Linked DNA regions of Rattus norvegicus: region 1 is linked to region 2. A link is a contact called in public Hi-C data. All regions are on one chromosome and are shown on one strand. Each heading gives the region's core, a stretch centred on a gene start, on an enhancer-like site or on the middle of the called end of the contact. The rest is flanking DNA. Distances are from core to core; before and after follow the strand shown.

Region 1 (5,426 bases), core at 987-3,486, 520 kb before region 2:
TGTACTTCAGTGAAGATAATCCGTGGGTCTGTGCCTGTTTTTAACATTATGTGAGTTAACATTTACAAAGGCGCCCAGCCCCATTGTGGTTTTAGCATATCCATAAAAGTTAGCAGCTTTCTGCACACTGTCTTCTCTCTCTGCTAGTTTCTTCTCTGCACACATGGTGGGCACGGGTGCTTGGGGATGTGATATCCACCGGGGGATTTAAGTGCTTGGCAACCAAACCATGTATATTCACAAGAAAATATTCCTCACCCCCACAGAAACTTCTACTTCCTGTCTTACACTCCTCCTCAGCACTTTGAGTTTTCTTAAGGTGAGAATTAGGAACAGGTGGAAGAGTGTGAGGCTGCCCACAGAACTGAGATCAATGCAGGAAGAGCGAGGCAGGGACAAGAGGGAAATCTGAGTAACTCAGCCAGGAATTGACATCAAAAGCAACCTATTCAAAGGAGCAGACTGACTTGGGTACTGGAACCACCTTCACACAAGGTGGAAAATATAAGACAGAGAGAAATGATGGGTAAAGTCGTCCATACTGATATTGCAGGGAGATCAAGACTATGGTTGTGTCAATAAGAGAATCAGAGCCTTTGTCTCCAAGGCACTCCAAGAGTCCCTTTACTGCTATAGCTGACCCAACCATGTAGTGATTGTTAACCTAATAAGCTGATTTTCTTGAAAGCTTTAGTGACAAAGAGACAGAAAATGAAGTGACTTGGTCTTGTAGCCAGAGCAACTGTCCTCGCCAATGTAAGATGTACAGAACAAGACTATGAACAAAAGACATAGACTGGGGGGCAGATCTGAGCCTGCTTTGGTCCTGAGGGGCAAGCTGTCTTGACAGGATCCAAATTCTTGCAGGGCCTAGGCACTGCACATCCCAATGCCTTGTGGTTTCCTTGCATATGTTAAATGAGTTCTCCAAGGCGTTGGGGAAGAACCATGGAGAGCGGATAGTGTTGAACAGAGGCTGAGCATGGGGACGGACACGATTTATTTCCTGTGACCATAAGGTAGGCAAATTCTAACTATCCTTTGCTTCGTTATAATGGCATCTCCCCCAAGCATATGCTTTGCACAATTGGATGCTCTATATCTGATACCATGAGGTATCACTCAACAAATTCTCTGTAAGAAATGAAGAAAAGGAAGAATAACCCTTCTTTCTAAAACAATACTACCCATGTTTGTGATTCCTAACCTTTCTCTGCCTCGATTCACCTTGAAGATTTCCTGTCATGTGATATCCCATGTCCCACAGATTGGATCTCTTCCAAGAAACCCAAATTCATTCCCTGACTGTGTGCTCTTACCTGAGTAGAAATTCTTCTTTCTCTGATAACAACAAAAAGTGGACACACTCCTTAAAGGTTTCTTTCTCCTTTGTGTCCCTGAGTCTTTCCTAGCCATCTCCAGCAGCAATGCCTCCAACCACAGGGCTAAGAAATTGATCCTTTAAAAGAGGCAACCATCTACATTAAGCCTTCAAGAAGTTGAGGTGCTTAGGAAGAGTGGTAAGACAGGACAGGGAAAGCTGCTACACATGCTGTGTGTGTAACTATAGGCAAAGAGCTGTGCAGGGATTTTTGTAACACACTTCCTCTTAGGTACCAGATAGCAATGCTGGAGTAGGTAGTTACTAGCTGTACTAAAGGAGGAGTAAACTGAGCATGTAGGGTATGATGCTTTAAGCCCTTATGCATACAGGTATTGTTTAGCAGAATCAGGGACTAAACTCATATTTTTCCTCATTCGGAAGGCCTTGCCTCCTGAAGTATATACACACCAGCTCAAGGTCTTATGACTTTGAAGAGCCAGAAAACACAAGTCCTCTAGATGCAGCTAAACACCACGATGTCAAGCTTCAGTGATGTCCCTCTCTAGCTGGCTTCAGGGAGGTTTCTCATGAATTCTTAAATTGTTCAAAGGAAATACATTCTTCTTGGTAGGTTCTTTGATAAGGTATGAAAGCATAAAATCTCTCCTCGATTTGCAAGCAAAGGAACCTCAGACTGTATGATAAAAATACAAAGAATCCTTGTGCTACTGTAGTGTGCAGGGAGCTTCTTTATGTTCAATTATTCTCATGTTACGTTACCCAGTGCACAATGGCTTGACCTTTTATGTTAGACATGGGAAGAGTCACAAACTATGAGGATGGTAAGGGAGCTATACCAATCCCCCTTTCCTGCTGAAATCATCTGTTCCTTCCTGACTGCCTAATCAGGGAACTGCTCTCTACCTTCCACCCCAGCAAGCAATAAAAACAGCACCTCCTCCAGACAAAAATCAAGAGAAAGAGGAAATGGAGGATAAGAAACGACTTGCAGATGGATGATCTAAGGAGCTAAAGTTCCTTTGGAATTAGGGAGGGTGGCAGAGAAAAGAAATCAGGCATCCCTTGTGGACCATGCAGATATGATTGGATGACTCAGGAAAATGCTGATAGCACTTAAACATCTCCACCTGGAGGTTCCACGGATGGTACTTAAAACTGAATATGCCCCAAAATGCATCAGATATCATCATCTTCTTACGCTTTCAGAATCACCCATCTTCTACCCAGTTGGCTAAGCTGAAAACATAAAGAGTATTGTGCATGCGTATTCTAGGTCTTACAGTGTGCCCGTGCCTCTGCCAACACTCCAAGTTGCTTTTTGCTTCTTACTCCTCACTCCTCCTCACTTGGATTATTCTCTACAGGGTTCCCTCTCCCCATTTTTATCCTGCTGCCTGAGGGTCTTTCTCAATTGCAAACCCAATCCCTTTCCTCTTCTGAGTAAATCTTCCTACTCCCTTGTTTCTTTTAGGGCAAATTCCAACATGTGATCACTTGCTGCAAAATTTCTAATTGTCTGTCAAGAGTGTCCAACCTGTCTCCTGTAAGCTGTATATATTCCAGGTATAGTTATGTAGTTATGAGTGTGGTCCAACACAAATCAAAACATTGTGTGTGTGTGTGTGTGTGTGTGTATGTGTGTTTCTTTTGTCACTTGATTGTGTGGTTCTCAAGTGTGCACATTGCAGATGAAAACTTGTTACGGTGGGTAAAGTTTGGACATACCTGCTTCTTGCTGCTCCTGTCTGTATTCTTCAATTGTGTTCCTTAAAGTAGTCCATGTTCCTATGTTGAGTTTATTAGCCTTCTTGTGTTTCTCCGACATTTACAGGATCTATGGCATTCTATACATTCCTACATTCTATACACCTATACATTCCTCTGTGCCTTGAAGACTCAGTTCCACATCTATTCCTCTGGAAGTGTACCTGAAATCCCTCAGTCTGGGTTAAATATGCTTCCGGTGTTGAGCAATGGCTGAAATGATGGCTTGAACTACTTTTAATGTTGGGAATGGAATCTTGAACCTGGTGACTGCTAGAAAACTGTATTCTATCCTGTGCTTTTAATTCTGGGTTGAACTTTTCTTGAAAATAGTTTGCCTATTAGTTTGTTCTCTCCATGCCTTTGGGGCTGAGCTAGAAAGTCAAGATCTACCAAAAACCTTTATCAATGGATTTTTGAAGCTTTTCACTTAAATAATCCAAGGCTCAGAAATGTGTGTCTGTGTTTTACATTTCAATAGGAGAATGACTCAGAAAGCATGTTTTCACTTTTCTAAAGAAGCTGGAATGATCTCTTTCAGAAGCTCTGGAAAAAGGAGGACATTGAGGGTCTAAGGGAAAAAATAGGAGAATAAAACCAATGTTTACTTTGCAATAAACTGTTTCTCACTAGGTCTTATACCACAGTTTTATCTATTCACATCTAATAAGCTAATACTTCTAACAGGCAGTCTTGTAAGGTGGCTATTATAGCCACTATGTTGTCAGAATGAGAAGGAAGTTAAAAGAAGGTGGAAATTGGTCCAAGGCAATTTGTAAGGTTGTAATTTTAAAAAAGATATTTCCCTAGTTGTATCATGCCATATTTCTAAAGAAAATACCCAGTTTGGGGACGATAAATAAATGAAAGAAAATGTCTCACCGGAGATAGTTAATGGAGAAGTAAATACTGTATCCACTCTTGTTTTTGAAAGAAGAGATGCTTTCAAATACTTAAATGCAAATAAGCCTGGTATATCATCCCAAGACACAGCAGTGAAGGCATCTCATCTTCTTAGAGTCCAGTTCCAGTACCTACTCAGTAAGGCCACCCTTAGCATCTGTCAATGGGCTCCATTGTTGCCTGCTCCCAGTTCCCAATCACCACTGACTCTCTTTACTATCATCAAGGTTCATAAAACTCCCTGGTGCAGGAGGGACGGTGTACTTAATACTAAATACTTAATACTTAAGTTCAGCCTCTGAATGAAGACTGAACTTTAGATCCAGCCAGATTTGACACTGTGGATGTTTAGTTCTTCCCCTCCAGGAGGTCTTGAGTCAGCTTTATCTCCAACTGCACAGGATGGCCCTTTGGCTGTTTAGAGTTTTAATGCTTTTTATGGTACTTGTTCCCTTAACAAATATTTATTTATTCCATCACAGGCTTCTTGAACAATGAATGTGCTGTAGTTCTGTTAACCTGCTTATTTTGTATTAATAATATCTATGAGCTATGTCCACTGCCTATCTTAGCTGTTTACATCCAGTTTCTTGTCCCTGGGGGATCAATGGGGAAAAATAAGGGAGCCTTCTAATTATCTTCCAATATTTGTTCTGTAGCCTACAACCATTTTCTCAACTCTCTATCATAATACTTGCAATATTTTTCTGTAATTGTTCCTTTTTATACAGTTCTTTTTTATCTTAAATGTGAACTCCTTGCAGGGAATTTCTCTGCAGATGGTGCAAGCATGTTGAATAAATGCATAAATGGAGTGCCTGTAAGGAAGAAGAGAGCCCTCAAGACCTGAAGAGTACAAGGAGGCCATGGAACTATCACTTCGGTGTCGGGGCTTTAGGTTCTAGAGCTGATCAAAGGGCTTGGTGCCACTGAGTGCCACCCTTACCATTCATGAAGATGATGAGTTTACTAAGCTGTAAATAAAAGGATGTGGAAAGAAGGGGCCATCACCAGTCAGGATTCTCCTGTCTGTTATTTCAGTGATTAGCTGTATCCACTGAACAACTGAAATTGTTGTGTTAGAAAGCTAAGCATCAGGTTGCACATGGTGGTGCACATTTGAAATCCTAGCACAGAGAAAAGAATATTGTCAGTATAAGGCCTACATGAGGAGAACTTGCCCCAAAATAAACACAAATTAACAAGTAGCAGTAACGACAATTAACCATAGATATAAAAAGGCAAGACAGTAAGCCTCGTCTGAGTGTTTTCACTTCTAATTCTCCATCTCCCTTGCAATGTGACACATCTCGATAGGAACAGGTATGCCCTTACACGTCTCCCAAAGCACTTCTGTAGGTATATGTTTTTAATAGGGTGTGTTTGGGGTGAAGATAACAAAAATGCATCCAAT
Region 2 (5,279 bases), core at 806-3,305:
TCGGCTGCAGTGATCTGCTTTTACCTTTGAACCACCAATCCCATGCAAAAGGTGCATTCCCACAAATCAGACCTCAAAGAGCAGATCTGGAACCTTCCTTGAAACAACAAAATAAGGATAACACACTCTCATCTGCTACAAGCTAAGTTTAAAGGGGTGTCCAAAATAGGAGAAGCACTTGTAACTCAGGCTGTCTATAAAAAACATCTCTGTTGTCTTTTCTAGGACCATGTAGGTCCAGAAGACAAGGGTTGGGGCCTTGTGCGAGCTAAAAGGATGATTTACCTATGGACCTCCTAAGGCAGAAGGGATCCAAAATTAACCCTATGGTTCATGTAAGGAACAGTGGTGTTTCAGAAGCTCTGATTTCTTCCTCAGGGAGAGGCTTGTCTGTGTTGGAAGGATTCCACAAGGAAAAGCACAGGGAACAGGAAAAAGGAAACCCCACCCTCAATATCTCCTTGTAGGAGCCAGGCATTCTGGCTGCAGAATCTGGGTCAGAATGCTTTATTTTCACCATAACCATCAAAGTCATAGGCAGGGCAAACGCATTCACCCCGTGTACACTGTGAGACATAGTTAAGCTGGGACGTCCCTGAATCTGTCTCCTAGGACCAGAACTGCCTCATTAAAGGGATAAAAGATGATATCTGCTGAGCTGGTGGAAAGTGGTGGCTGCATTTTTATTAAAGTCTCTGCTGCAGCAGGCCCAGTCCCCAAAGGTGCATATTCCAAGCACCCCCACCCCACCGCCTGGAGCGTGGAAGTGATTCTCTGTAACTCATTAAGCTAAAACAAAAAGCTTCCTATTGTGCTTCTCACACAGGAATGATGTCGGTGCATAAAAGCTACATGCTTCCTCTTCTTGGTCCCATCCCACAAAAATACAAAGGCCTCATAATTTGCATGAGGGCCCAAGTACACAACACAGGTTTAGACTGGGGAGCTGTGTCTCTATCGGACTCGTGAACGGTCGTGCCCTGGCACAGGAAATCTAGATGCTTCCATTGTAAAAGTAGCCCCAACACAAACTTCCATCACAGATGGTTAGCTCAGAGCAATCCTGTGCCATCACATCCTTCTGGACTGGAAGGAAAATCCAAGGGTATTTAGTTTACTACGCAGTGTCTCATCCGGGTGTGAAACTTGCCACCCCATGGCCCCATGCATACATGGAGTCCCAAGTGTAGACTTCAACATTGCCTGTAAGATTGCAGACCAAAAGAAGACCAAATGACAAAGAGGTCCAAGAAAACTGGTTTCGGAAATCACACAAAGTAACTGGCCACTTCTTGGGCCTGCAAAAGGCCCCTTGCATGCTCAAATTTCCCTCTTTCTGGCTTCCTTTTCCTCTCTTCCTTACCCCTTCCCCTTGAAGCCATGTGCAGTGGGTTCTGTCCCCAGATGAAGGAAGGCTCCCTACCTGAGGGTGGCGCTCTCTCCCTGCCGGACCGTCACGTTGTCCATAGCTTTGGGAAAGGTGGCATCTCCGCTGCGCACCGGCACTCCTGTGGGTACAAGGAACAGCAGCCTGAGAGACACGACCACGAGGCACTTCCAGGGCAGGAACAGGTACCCACAGACCCCCATTCTCGACAGCCACAACTTCCTAGAACTCTTGCAGCTGCACGGTCCTTGTCCCCTGCCCTCTCAGAATAGCCGGAAGTGTTGAGGGACGAAAGCACACAGAGAGCAAACCAGGAGCTGGGAGCGGGAGAAGGCAAGGCTGAGTCCAGGCTCTCCGGAGTCTAATAAGTCTTCCTCTGCTCCAGCCTCAGCTTTCCAGCCTGGCAGAACCAGATGCCCCCTCCTGCATCCAAAAAAGAGCTTTCTCAACGCTCCCTGGGGCGGAGGGAGCCCGGGAGGAGGGAGAACACAAAAAAGGAGCAGGGACGAAGGTCACAGATTGTGCGTTCTCTGCCTCTCTCGGTGAAGCTACTTTAAGATTCAGTTGGGCGCATTCTGCAGAGGTCTGGCATCAAAAGTTTATAACCCAAAGAAGGCAAGTGTCTCTGACAGAAAGGAGATGTCGTAAAAAAAATAAAAAATAAAAAATAAAAGCTCCCGATTTCAAGGAGAGGAGAACATGTTTTATTAGATCACACACATGTTTGGATGGAGTTAGAAAACAGCCCCGAGTCTCGGATCTGGACCCCAAGGCGATAAAAAGTTCCACACGGTGACCCGCAGCAGGTGTAGCCCAGTTCCTCCGCTCCGAGGCTGTCCTCCCGGTAGCCCAGTGGGCGAGTCCTGCCAGCCCGGCCCTCGCCAGCCCGCGGAGCACCGTGGCGCAGGCTCTAGCGCGGGGAGCTGAGCGAGCGGACTGCGGCCCCCGCCTCCTCCAGGGACGCTGCACGGGATGCGGGGACGCGCGGACGCCACGCTCAGCGGCCGCCCCCAGCTTCCGCGCCGCCTTCCTCCGGGGAGCAGCCCCGACGCGCGCGGGCCCGGACCTCCGGGGTTGTCATGGCAGCAGCAGCATCCCTGACCACCACTTTCTCCCGGTGTCGACTCAGAGCAAGCCGGCTGGCGGGTGGCGCGGACTGCTGCACGCTCATCCTGGCGGGTGCGGGGCGCGGGCGCCCACCTTAACCCCCACAGCACCGGGACAGAAGCATCCACCGAGGCCCGGATCCCAGAGGGAAGGTGCCTAGTGACTCAAAAAGCTCTGCTCTCCCTTTGTACCCCAGCGAGATGAGGAGGTGCTGAGTCCCTCTCACTGCTTCCCCTGATATGGGTGGGGAGATAGAGGGGAGGGCTGGAGAAGGAGTTCTGGGGAAAGCAGCAAATTGAAAACTGACACTGGCACCTTCCCTCTGCAATGCCATACAAAAGTTGTCAGACCCCACCCCGGAGAACTGAAGTGCCTTTGCCACTCCAGATAACTAAGCCAGGGTGGATGCCCGCTCCTCTGCCTCTGTCCATTCAGACTTTAATCCTAAGTGTTTCCTGGGCCTATGCAAAAAGCTGCTATAAGCTTCCTGCTCTGATGGCCTACCTAGAGACACATAATGCCCCTTCACTCCATTTCTGTGTTTCTAGCTGGCAAGTGAATTTCTTCTTACAAGGCAACATGCAAAATAATCCCCACTATCTGTGGATCTCTTTGTGGTGAAAAGGAAGAGCTGGGAAAATCACGTGGAGATCCGAAAGAGTAGTAGAACTGGACTTCATAAAATCCATCTATGGCTTTCTGATCACAGGAGAAAGCATCATAATAGTGAGTGCCAAGAGGGAACTCCGGGATACAGTGTTCCTAGAGGCCAATCCCTAGGTTGCTTTGGGCTGAGATCCATCTCCTTCAGTTTAAACCCAAGAGCGCCAGCTTTCCTTGGGCCTGCCATTATTCTTGCTCCTGTTCTGCCTGGCAGAAGCCTCCCTTCTCTGCGTGGCACTCATGCCTGTACCCTAATTTAATGGTTGCTATGTGCGTCTGCTCTACTGTACTTTTTTTTTCTCGGAGCCTTTTGTTAAATTAGGCAGGGCTCCGCACAATTGCCAAAATGAAATGTAATTCAAAAATAAGCATTAAGCTCTTCGTGTTTATTACTTTAGTTGCCGAAGGATACAAAGGCATTCTACCTGCTCTCATTTCCAAGGGGCTGAGAAAAGGAAAAAAATAAAAAATAAAAATAGTGTCCCAGTCCCACTTGTAAAAATGCTTAGCTCATGTACACGTTTTAGGCTTAAATTTTTTAATTAGAACGTCTTACCTTGGAAGGATAGAGTACTTATCACTAGTCATATCAGCTAGAGTGAAAATTATATTGGCAGAACAGGTATGGGAGACAAGACTTCATGAGGTCTTGGGCTGCAGGGTTGGGAGAAGAAATGGTGCACACAGGGATTGGGTGATGCTGGGATCACGACCAGCATTTGGGGATCACGACCAGCATTTGGGGAGCACGACCAGCATTTGGGGAGCACGACCAGCATTTGGGGAGCACGACCAGCATTTGGGGAGCACGACCAGCATTTGGGGAGCACGACAAACATTTGGGGAGCACGACCAGCATTTGGGAGCACGACCAGCATTTGGGGAGCACGACCAGCATTTGGGGAGCACGACCAGCATTTGGGGAGCACGACAAACATTTGGGGAGCACGACCAGCATTTAGGCATTACCACTGTTCCCCCAGACTCTACATTCCCCTATATCCAAGAAAACTGAGGAAACAGTTTCAATACATGTTCTGAGTTTTCTGTACATACACGATTCTCTGGACCCTGTGATACTGGGATCCAGGATCATCACATAGAAAGGCTCTTACTTGTGTAACTCTGTACTAAGCTGACAAGGGTTCCTGCACTTAGAATTTCTTGTCACCGAACTGAACTTATATCTTGATTGGGGGAGGGAATATAAACAGAGTCTGGTTGGAAGGCAGTTCCCTGGTCCTCTGTCTGACATTCGATGGCTACATGCTTGGATCTTCTCAGACACCTACCTGTTTGTCTGATGCCTTATCAGGAAGTGAGGGTGGGGCCATTGCTGTACTAACTCAGGAAAAGTGGCTTGAGATAGGAAGAACTATCGGAGATATCAAGAAAGGAGAAAAGTGTACAAGGTTCCAGATGAGAAAGGATGACTGAGGCTAGTAAAATCTGAGGCAGAGATGAACTGAAGTCAAGAGAAAAGTCCTCAGTAACACACCCTGAGGCTGGTGCCTGTGAAGGAACCAAGCTAGGAGGCCACTGATTACCAGGCCAGCTTTCTCCAAGTAAGGACTTCTGGGGACTGAAAGAACAAGGATCTGGCTCTATACGCTCCTGTTACAATGACTCCCGGCTTCGTCTCAGTGACAGAATAAATCCGACTTCACAAACTTGTGAGTCAAAGAAGGAACCGCAAAGATCTTGTGTGTGTGTTAATCTTCATCTCTTGTCTACAGCATTGGAGGAAGCGGGCAGAGTCCATTCATTTGTAAGACATTGCTATGAACTGATAGAATGTAGGGCTAAAACTTAAGATTAAATGGGAGAAGGAAACAGAGTTTACAGTGAACATGATTAAACAGGTTTTTTTTTTTTTTTTTTTTTTTGGCCAGGAATATTCTGTCAAAAGCTTTGTCCCATGGCAATGACAGGATAGGCTTCTAATTTACATCTACTTGAATTCATGAATTTATACGTAGAGACAATTTATCATATGGGTGGAATACTGGCTTTGAAGTTTGTTGTTGTTGTTGTTGTTCAAATATTGAGTCCACATGTCTCTGTCTCTGTGCAATTCATACAAAATAATACCTATCTCCTGGAAAGAGTAGGGAGTAAGAAT

The links. A called contact is a pair of places that touch in the nucleus more often than the background predicts.
Region 1: a contact with region 2 is called in a Hi-C map of frontal cortex, with 2.3 times the contacts expected there. The contact joins the enhancer-like site here to the promoter of Opcml in region 2. A contact is called at or near these places in 1 of 12 Hi-C or Micro-C datasets (frontal cortex) and 1 of 1 datasets of contacts at active chromatin or transcription factors (oligodendrocytes).

Annotation. Positions count from the first base shown.
Region 1 is chr8:35,564,556-35,569,981 of GRCr8, reverse strand. No RefSeq gene overlaps it. Among named protein-coding and RNA genes, the nearest start is that of Ntm, 500 kb to the left of the region's middle. Within about 2 kb of position 2,236, at least 3 of the 93 cell types and tissues checked have an H3K27ac peak or open chromatin away from gene starts, as enhancers often do.
Region 2 is chr8:35,044,816-35,050,094 of GRCr8, reverse strand. It overlaps Opcml (opioid binding protein/cell adhesion molecule-like), which reads right to left and starts at 2,055. Exons shown (of 7, transcript NM_053848.2): 1 at 1,424-2,055. The coding sequence starts at 1,590.